Regions from separate parts of the Zea mays genome. Here region 2 is linked to region 1. Evidence: chromatin contacts called from public Hi-C data. All regions are on one chromosome and are shown on one strand. Each heading gives the region's core, a stretch centred on a gene start, on an enhancer-like site or on the middle of the called end of the contact. The rest is flanking DNA. Distances are from core to core; before and after follow the strand shown.

Region 1 (4,567 bases), core at 659-3,158:
AGATCTACCATTTTCTTGATTAGGTAACAACTTGTTTAAGTCAATTTTAAGTTAAATTGCAATTGTTGTATTCACATGAAGTTTGTATATGCCATTATCTATATATTTGTGTGATTTAATTATTTTAATCGGTATAAATAATTTTTAGTGTTATATTCGGCCCTACCCTTAAAGAGATTCTAGCTCCGCCACTAATCTTTTGAACTTTTTATTATTGTCACAATCGATCCTCAACGCCTTGCATCTATTATATAAACCATGAAATATGTTGCACAACACTATACCATGTCATAGTTAGTTTCAATACTACACTAATCATCTTGAGAGGACGGTTTCACACCACCAGACGTGGGTAAATCAAACCAGTACGTCCACAGGAGCGTACGCACGCAAATACGCAACGGACCGGAATGAAGAGATAGCCGGCCGGGTGTAGTTGGTTGCGACACGTACGTACGTTTGCGTAGACTTTGTGCACCGATTTTTATCGTGCTAATACTCCGCAAAACAAGGGCCCATATAAAGTTTAGCTGCAATTAGTTTATTTTTCGAATAAAGCTCGCCCTTAGATTTTTGTCTAAGTGTTCTGAATGTGAAGTACTGAAGTTATTGCAAATAAAGTTAGCGACTTTCGCTCCACTTGTACGGTCCACGAGTCAATGTGTGCGACCATTTGTTTGTACTCCTGCTGCGGCCCTCCAGCAGGGTCCTTTAATTTCATTTCTTTTTTTTTTGTCTCCAAAAGTATTTTTCTTTTTGGCTACTACGTATACTTATCCGCCTGTACTTGTTGGTTCGTGTGGCACCTGGTTTCTGTGGCTCAGTGGCAGTCTGGCAGGGGTCAGATCAGTCACTCAAATCCACCATCAAGAATCTCGGCCAGACCGCTTGTATATGACATTATAACAATGGTGCTATTATAAGAGGGTGTTTGGTTGCTCCTGTTAAAGTTTAGTTCGGGTCACATCAAGCGTTTGACTTTTAAATAGGAGTATGAAATATAGACCCAACCAACTGGACTAGATTCGTCTCGTCTTTTAATCTTCGGCTAACAAATTAGTTTTATAATCCGACTACATTTAATACCCGGAACGGAGGTTCAAACATTCGATGGGACAGGGGCTAAATTTTAGCATGGTGTAACCAAACACCCCCTAAATAAAAATTTTCTGAAGACACACACAACATGTTGCTAAAGGTGATGAATCGAATCCATGCAAATAACTACTACATACTTTTTCGAATATTTATCATTTATTAGTTTATTTTTACAGTAGAAATATGTAAAAAAATAATTAAGTTTGTTTTGTGCATGGCGCGCGCTCGCACCATTGCGTGCATCCCGCTTATGTAATGCAATGGGGTGTTTAATTTTTAGGGACAAAATTTCAGTCTTCCTATTTTATTTTATAGTAGTCTCTAAATTAATAAATACATAAACTAAAATCCTATTATAACTTTTGTATTTAACAATTTAGAAATTAAAATAAAATAAAATGAAAGAACTAAAAATTAGTTCCTAAAAACCAAACATCCTCTAATTAATTCTAGCCGATCCATGCCGAACTATATATCCACATACAACTATAGCAAGCTAGAGAGCGCTTTAGCTAGTAAAGGTGCCTTGACGACAGCGTTTTCTTTGATTTGATGAACACCAAATTAATATTCGTCAGGATAACTCAGTTATAGCTGCAGCAGGGACGTCAGAAGGATTCGAGACGATCGATGAACGAGTTCTTCCCCGCCTATGTAGTACATAGGAAAAAGAAAAGGCGGGAAAGAAAGCGGGGGAGAATAATCGAGAGGCCTAAGATTAATAGCGCGCGGTGGCCATATGATAATGCGCGCGAGTCCGTCCATCAACAAAATCCACGCGCGTGGGCCCGGCGTGCCCGCCGCTACTTTCTAAAAGCAGGCGCTCTCGGTGCGGTGCGGCTAGCCTGGAAGCGGCGCCTCGAGCGCGCAGAGGGTCGACGACGACGTCGTCGTCGTCACGCTAGCTTGTCGTCGGAAAGGACCGTCCGTCCTCTCCACTATCGATCGATCTCAACCAAGCTAGTAGTCACCATGCATATATGTGTATGTTCTCACCTGGCTAGAAAGCCAACACTAGGGCTGGAAAAAAGGCTCGAGCTCGACGAGCTAGCTCGGGCTCGCAGCAGCTCGGCTCGGCTCGGACCGGCTCGACGCTCCGAACGAGCCCGAGCCGAGCCTGTTTTTATGGCTCGTGAAAAGAGCGAGCCAGCTCGGCTCGGCTCGGTGCAGCTCGCGAGCTGGCTCGTGGCTCGACCCAACAACAATTTGTTACATAAAATCTTAATTAGCATATAATATTAATACTGAGCAGGCAATTAATTTATGTTATTTGAGATTACTATACAAAAATAATCTATTTTATATATTATATTAGTGATATATCTATTTTACTAATTTAAAATATGTTATTTAAAATATTTTTAAGATTTTATATTATAATTTAGAGAGCAGATTTAATTTTATGCCTAGGCTCGTTGGCTCGGTGAGCCGGCTCGCGAGCCAGGAGCGAGCCGAGCCGAGCCGCTTTTTCGAGCTCGTGAGATGGGCGAGCCGAGCCGAGCTCGGCTCGTTACATGAGCGAGCCGCAACGAGCCGAGCCGAGCCGAGCTCGGCTCGGCTCGTTTCCACCCCTAGCCAACACGTAGGCATAGTTACATGTTATCGCGAAAAAACCGATTTTTTTTGTATTTTAGTCTTCTTTTTAATTTTTTTAGGATTAGACCACTAGACGACTTTATGTCGTTTTTGTACCCTATACTCGGTGCCATAGATCATGGCACCGAGACAACACATCTCGGCGCAATAGATCTTGGCGCCGAGGTAGCTAACGTGGCAGCCCACGACCATCTAACTCGACGCCATATATCTTATCTTAGGGTCGAGCTAGGATTTATGCTCAAGCACCATTTCCTTTCTCCATTCTCTCCTTTTCTTCTCACGCCAGGCCGCCTCGCCGCCGCACCGCTACTGACCGCCGGCCCACACCCACAGGTGCCGCCCGCGCGGCCTGCTCATCGGACCGCTGCCGTGTTCCACGCACCGCCACCGCAAGGTAAGGGGCATTTCTTTAGTAATTAGTTAGTATTTCTTTAGTATTTAGTTAGTATTTACTTAGTTTAGTAGTTAGTGGTTAGTTAGTGTTTAACATTTAGTTAGTACTCCCTCCGGTGCAGTAAAGGAAGTCATCCTGCGCGTGACTGAGCGTGCACAAAAGAAGTCGTAGCGCGCGTGGGTCTGGGATTTGGACGTCACTGCCCCTGAGTAATTGCATCGGGAAAAAAAGATGCGCTCAAGAGAAATCAAGCTTGAGACCTCTAGTCTAGAATGCCTCGGGAAGTGCGGCAGCAACCAATCGAGCCTGATTGTTTTGGTGACATCAATGCACCCATATCCTTATTTAATAAGGGCAAACAGGGAAAACTCCATGATAATTAATCACTCCTTGGTATGCACAATCATGTCCTAAACGACTACCTTTACTGCACCAGAGGGAGTATTTAGTTTAGTATTTAGTGTTTAGTATTTTAGTATTTAGTTAGCTCATGTTCACTTGGTTTAATGTATAGTTAGTTAGCTATTTACTTGTTAGTATATATAGTTAGCTAGGTATTTAGTTGTTAGTATATAAAGTTAGCTAGCTATTTACATCTGAGTATATTTAGTCCTTGTATATGTCAGCCATAATGTTGTTATCTCAGTTGTTGAGTGTGCATGTCAGCCATCTCGTTGTTCATTTCTCTGTAGGTTTTAGAAACTTCACCGTATATGGGAGGTGCTACTGAATTTTTTTACTGGAAGTAATATGTTGTTTTTGTAGTTACGAGGCCGTCCGACTCCACCCTCTGCCACAGGTAGCTTGTCACCATCGGGACCTCAGGTATACCCTGTTTTCGTACATCATTCGTAGATTATGTATTTCTGTTTGTTGTGGTCATTTAATAGTTAGTATATAGTTATTAGTTAGTAAGTACCTAATACTAATTTATTACTTAGTAAATATTTAGGCATTAGTAGATTAGTAGATGGGGATAGTAATAAGTTAGGCATTAGTTGATAGTGTTAGTCAGGTACCATCTTTAATGGTTATTGAGTTATGAATCCGTGTTTGCAATAGATGGACACCCTAGTGACACTATACCATGGAGGAAGCGTGGAGAGAAGATGTTTATGGGAATGTTAGTTTTGATGGAATGAAGAAGGTGACTGTGATGTTCGATGAAAGACTCTCTTTTGGCCAAATTTTTGCTAGAGCTTGTGAGGAGATTAGTTGCAATTTAAACGACCCTGGTATATCAATTGAAGGTTTATTGTCCCATGTTGCATCTGGGACAATATTTCGACGGTTGATCTCCATTGGCTCTGAAGATGACTGGGTGAAATATGTCAATACCCGTGATGACAATTGTTCCTCCATATTTGGATGTGGTCGTTCGGAAGTTATTATTTGATCATTGCGATGCTCTAGTAGGGTTATCTACACAAATGCCAAATGCATCTCCTTGTGAAGCTCCTTTGCCTGAGCTTCCGA
Region 2 (4,263 bases), core at 1,460-3,959, 84 kb before region 1:
TTCGCCATTATCATTTCCATTCCACCGAAGATCCCAGAAACAAGCCAATAGCCCAATAGGCAATAGCTAGAGGTCTCTTCGTTGCGCTGCTAGTACACATAAAAGCAAGAGCGAGAGCGAGAGAGAGAGAGAAGAAGAAGAAGATGAGGCCGGGGAGAGATGGTGGAGGTGTTTCGGCGAAGCTAACGGGCGGCGCAGGCGGGGCCCCGCCGAGCCTATGGAAGACGCCGACCCCATACGTCTTCCTAGGCCTGGCCTTCATGATGTGCGTCATCGCGACGGCTCTGCTCGTGCTCATCTGCACGCGCAAGAAGGCGTCGTCCTCGCGGCGGCGGGATGATGGGGCGGCCGACGAGAGGGCGGCGCTCGCGCCGCTGGACCGCGAGCCCAAGGTCGTCGTCTTCATGCCCGGCGACCGCGCGCAGCCGTCCTTCCTCGCCAGCGTCAAGCCGCTCGGCGGCGGCGGTGATGATGGCACGGCGGCAGCGTAGCCGCCAGAGGGGGAGAGAGGAGGACAAAAGAGGCCAGCCCCGCGCGCGTCGAACTCGAACCGAGCCGAGCCGAGCCGGCGACGCGGGGACAATTTTGTGGATAGATATTAGATAGTAATAGTATGAGTGTGTATTTTTGAGACGGAGTTTGGTTTGGCTCAAAAGATCCCATGCATCTTCAATAAACGCGTGCGGCCTTTTGGTTTGGCTGCGTGTGCGCGTTCAGGTTGGATCCAATCGATTTGGCTTAGAAGTTAGAACTCTGCACGACTGCTATCTCTTGTGCTGCATCATCGACGACGACCATGCTTTGTTCGTCGGCACACACGCCGTCACAGCGACGAGGAGCCTCGCCGGCGGCAGGTGTTTCAGTAGTGGTAGTGGCAGGTTATTACCGCAAGGGAAACGAATTTGCAGTAGCTAGCTAGATTGGTGCAAAGATGTGCTCCAAATGTAAAAAGGGCGCCCAGGCCCGGCGGCCTGACGACAGCTGAGCTGCACCTGCACGTCGAACCGAGAGGCCGGAATCGCCGCCGGCGTATTCTCGAGGGCGCAGGCTTTTCGTGGCACCCAGATCTGTCGACGGCGAGCCACCGTCAGGCTCATCAATGCAACATCTGATCCGCGTGGCGGTGCATGCGTCGCCGGTATACATGTGTAGTACACGAAGCTGAATAATATTAATAATCGATCGAGCCGAGTACGACCTGCCATTGTAGTATATCAATGCTGGCCGGTCGATTTACATATCGGTTTTTTTTTTCTTCTATAATCAAACTTGTTCGATTATATGTCGTTAAGTACTCTCGAAACATGTAAATCCCCTAGTTAGGTACTCGACCTTGTTCCCTATTTAATTAGGTACTCAAACTTATTTTGTTATGTACTAGTCCTATTCTCTAAAATCGAAAATCACATGCATAGGTCGCAAATTTCTACTCGTGTCTCACAGCCCGTTCAAACAGGTCCGACTTGTACTTCTTTCTATTCGTGTGATATACACCGATCTGTATCGCTCACATGTGAGGTCCATGGTCCATCTCTCCTCCCTCTCCATGAGAAAAAAAAACATGCCAAGACATAGAAAGGATTAGCATGCCAATTGCCAAAGGTGTAAAAAAAAGGTTCACGAAAGAAGAGTGGGCTCAGGTCCACTCGTCTTTGGCGTATCCGTCCGAGCTACCAGCAAGCAGGGCCCACTGAGATCTAGGCCCCTCACCGGGTGAGCAATGCAACAAGCATCCATCGGCATGGATGGCTCGAGCGGGGCCGCGGCGCCGCCACAAACACACACCTGAGCTACCATATCAGCATACCGTACTGGTTGTGCTGTGCAACGGCAGGTAAGGTTGCCGCACAAAAGATCGCGTCGTGCAGAATTGTAAGGCAAATATCGATTGGATCCAATCTGAAGTGTACGAACTGATCGAACGCGCAGCCAAACCAAAAATAAAGGTCCCACGCGTTTCCGGAAGCTGGGAGCATTTGCCGAAACAAACCAAACCAAACCAAACCAAACCAAACATTCGTTTTCGCTGATTTCAAAAGGCGCGCCGCCCCTCATAGTCTCAGATTCTCATGTGGGAAGGGGACAAAAAAAACCTATTCATAAAATTGACCGCGTGTCTCCGGCTCGGCGTCCGCGACGCGCGCGCGCACAGACACACACACTACCACCGCGCCGCGCCGTCACCGCCGGGGTAGCCCCTCGATGTCGTCAGTCGCCGTTTCCGATCCCTCCAGGCTACACTGCCGCCGCGCCGTCGCCGCCGAGCGGCTTGGCGCTGGCGACGAAGGACGGTGCGTCGTGGTCGCCTGGCATGAACACAACGACCTTGGGCTCGCGGTGCAGCGGGTCGAGGGCCCGCGCCGCCGCCGCCGCCTCGGCCGCCGCCTTCTCGTCGGCCCCCTGCGGCGAGGACGACGGCAGCTTCTTGCGCATGCAGATGAGCACGGCGAGCGCCACCGCGACGACGCCCATCATGAAGGAGAGCGCCAGGAAGATGTAGGGTGTCGGCGTCCTCCATGGGCTCGGCGGGGGCCCGCCGGCGCCGCCCATGAGCTTCACCCAAACACCACCTGATCCAACTCTCTCCGGCCTCATCTTTTCTCTCTTTCTCTATATATATTTCTTCTATATGTCGTCGTCTAGCACTAGCAGCACAGCGAAGGAACCTCTAGCTATTGGCTTGCTTTCTGAGATCTTGGGTGGAATGGCGACTGGTGTTGAGAGGGGAGGTATATATATATATATAGAAAGGGGGAGTGGGCTAGTGGCGGGGGGCGGGGACGTCAGTGGAGAAAAGAAGCCGCTTCCAGTTCGCTTTGCCTTGCTGCCTGGCCTGGCCCTGGCCAGGTGAGATCGTGATCAGGTCAGGTGCTGTGGTGATGGTGGTGGTCGCCAGCCAGCTGCCGCGTCCGCACGCTGCAAAAGGGGAGAGGAAGAGGGCGGGTGCAGATTGGCTGGAGGGTTAGCCGCCACCGGGTTTGTACGGGCTGTACTGGGTGCTGTCTGTGTACACCAGCACCAGGGAATGCATGGTATTATTGGTATACTCCACTCGTTTCTTTTTATTTGTCGCTGGATAGTGTAATTTTGCACTATCCAGCGACAAATAAAAAGAAACGGAGGGAGTACAATTCTAGTACATTCCCTTCGTTCCAATATTAATACTTCATTTCTGCTGATGCATCTGCATATATACACGCTAAAAAAATATATTTCTTGTCTTTACCTAGATATAACGCACATTTTTTTAATGGATTGGAGGATGTTACGCGTGAGAGTCTACTAGTACTAATTTTTATACTAGTACTATACTACTATATTATGGTACGACCGTACGGGGTCGGATGTCTGTCTGTTTGACTAAGAATATAGAGAGATTATCTGTACAGCCTAAATTCTGACTATGACCCGACAATGGACTTTGGACGGATGTCTGTTTGAATATAGGAATATATTGAAAGGTGATTTTTAAACTTTGGACTTTGGACGGATGCCGCAGATTTTTATTTTTTTTGCGGTGAGATGCGGATATTCGACTACGCATATATAGTATAGGGATGGGGATGCGTGCATGGCGAGAGAGTGCGTTCATTCATTGAACCTAGCCAGGCGTCCAGCCCAGCTTGCGGTCGCGGGACCTCCCGATCAGACGGCCGAGATCGACGTGGGTCGGAGACGATCGATGCAGAGACATCCAACTCCAGTCCGCGGCGGATCGATGGACTGGCTCAGGCTGGCCGGCAGACAGCAGAGGCAGAGCGGGCAAATGCAGCTGGTGGTGGCGTGCGTTTCCGAGTCGCGGCGCGCGCGCATCCCGCATTCAATGCCACCGCAAACGCGTCCCCGCACGAGCGATCGAGCGATGGATTGATATGCATGCATTGCGTCGGTGATGACTCAGCGAGCCCCGTCGCCGAGTAGCTGGAGAACAGCACCAATTCCTCCACATTAATTCCAGCTGTGAGAACAGATCTCAGCTTATTCGGTGGATCAGAGAGAATTAAATTAATTTCTATTCAATTTCCTAACGGAACAAACTCTAAATAGGAAGTGATTTAATCCCTCTCAATCCTCAACCGAACAAGATCTAAGGACTTGGTCGATTGAAGGGGATTAAAGTGGATTAAATCTCTTCCTATCCAAAATTAAATAGAAAGGGACTCCAGGCTTGTTTGGTTTGATGCTTAACTTGCCACACTTTGCCTAACTTTTCTGTCTAAAGTTAGTTCTTCAAATCGAACGACTAACCTTAGTCAAAGTGTG

What was found. Hi-C and Micro-C count contacts between places; a contact is called where the count stands out from the background.
Region 2: a Hi-C map of ear shows a contact between it and region 1, with 1.9 times the contacts expected there. The contact joins the promoter of LOC100274724 here to the enhancer-like site in region 1. A contact is called at or near these places in 8 of 25 Hi-C or Micro-C datasets (bundle sheath, ear, endosperm and 2 more).

The regions. Positions count from the first base shown.
Region 1 is chr9:103,203,867-103,208,433 of Zm-B73-REFERENCE-NAM-5.0, reverse strand. No RefSeq gene overlaps it. Among protein-coding and RNA genes, the nearest start is that of LOC100274724, 85 kb to the left of the region's middle. Within about 2 kb of position 1,908, at least 15 of the 20 cell types and tissues checked have an H3K27ac peak or open chromatin away from gene starts, as enhancers often do. A contact at or near this core is called in bundle sheath, ear, endosperm and 2 more, where this site is marked.
Region 2 is chr9:103,289,354-103,293,616 of Zm-B73-REFERENCE-NAM-5.0, reverse strand. LOC100274724 reads right to left here and starts at 2,709. Exons shown (of 1, transcript NM_001151649.3): 1 at 1,998-2,709. The coding sequence starts at 2,595. The coding sequence ends at 2,236. LOC103638763 reads left to right here. Exons shown (of 1, transcript XM_008661582.4): 1 at 1-728. The coding sequence starts at 144. The coding sequence ends at 491.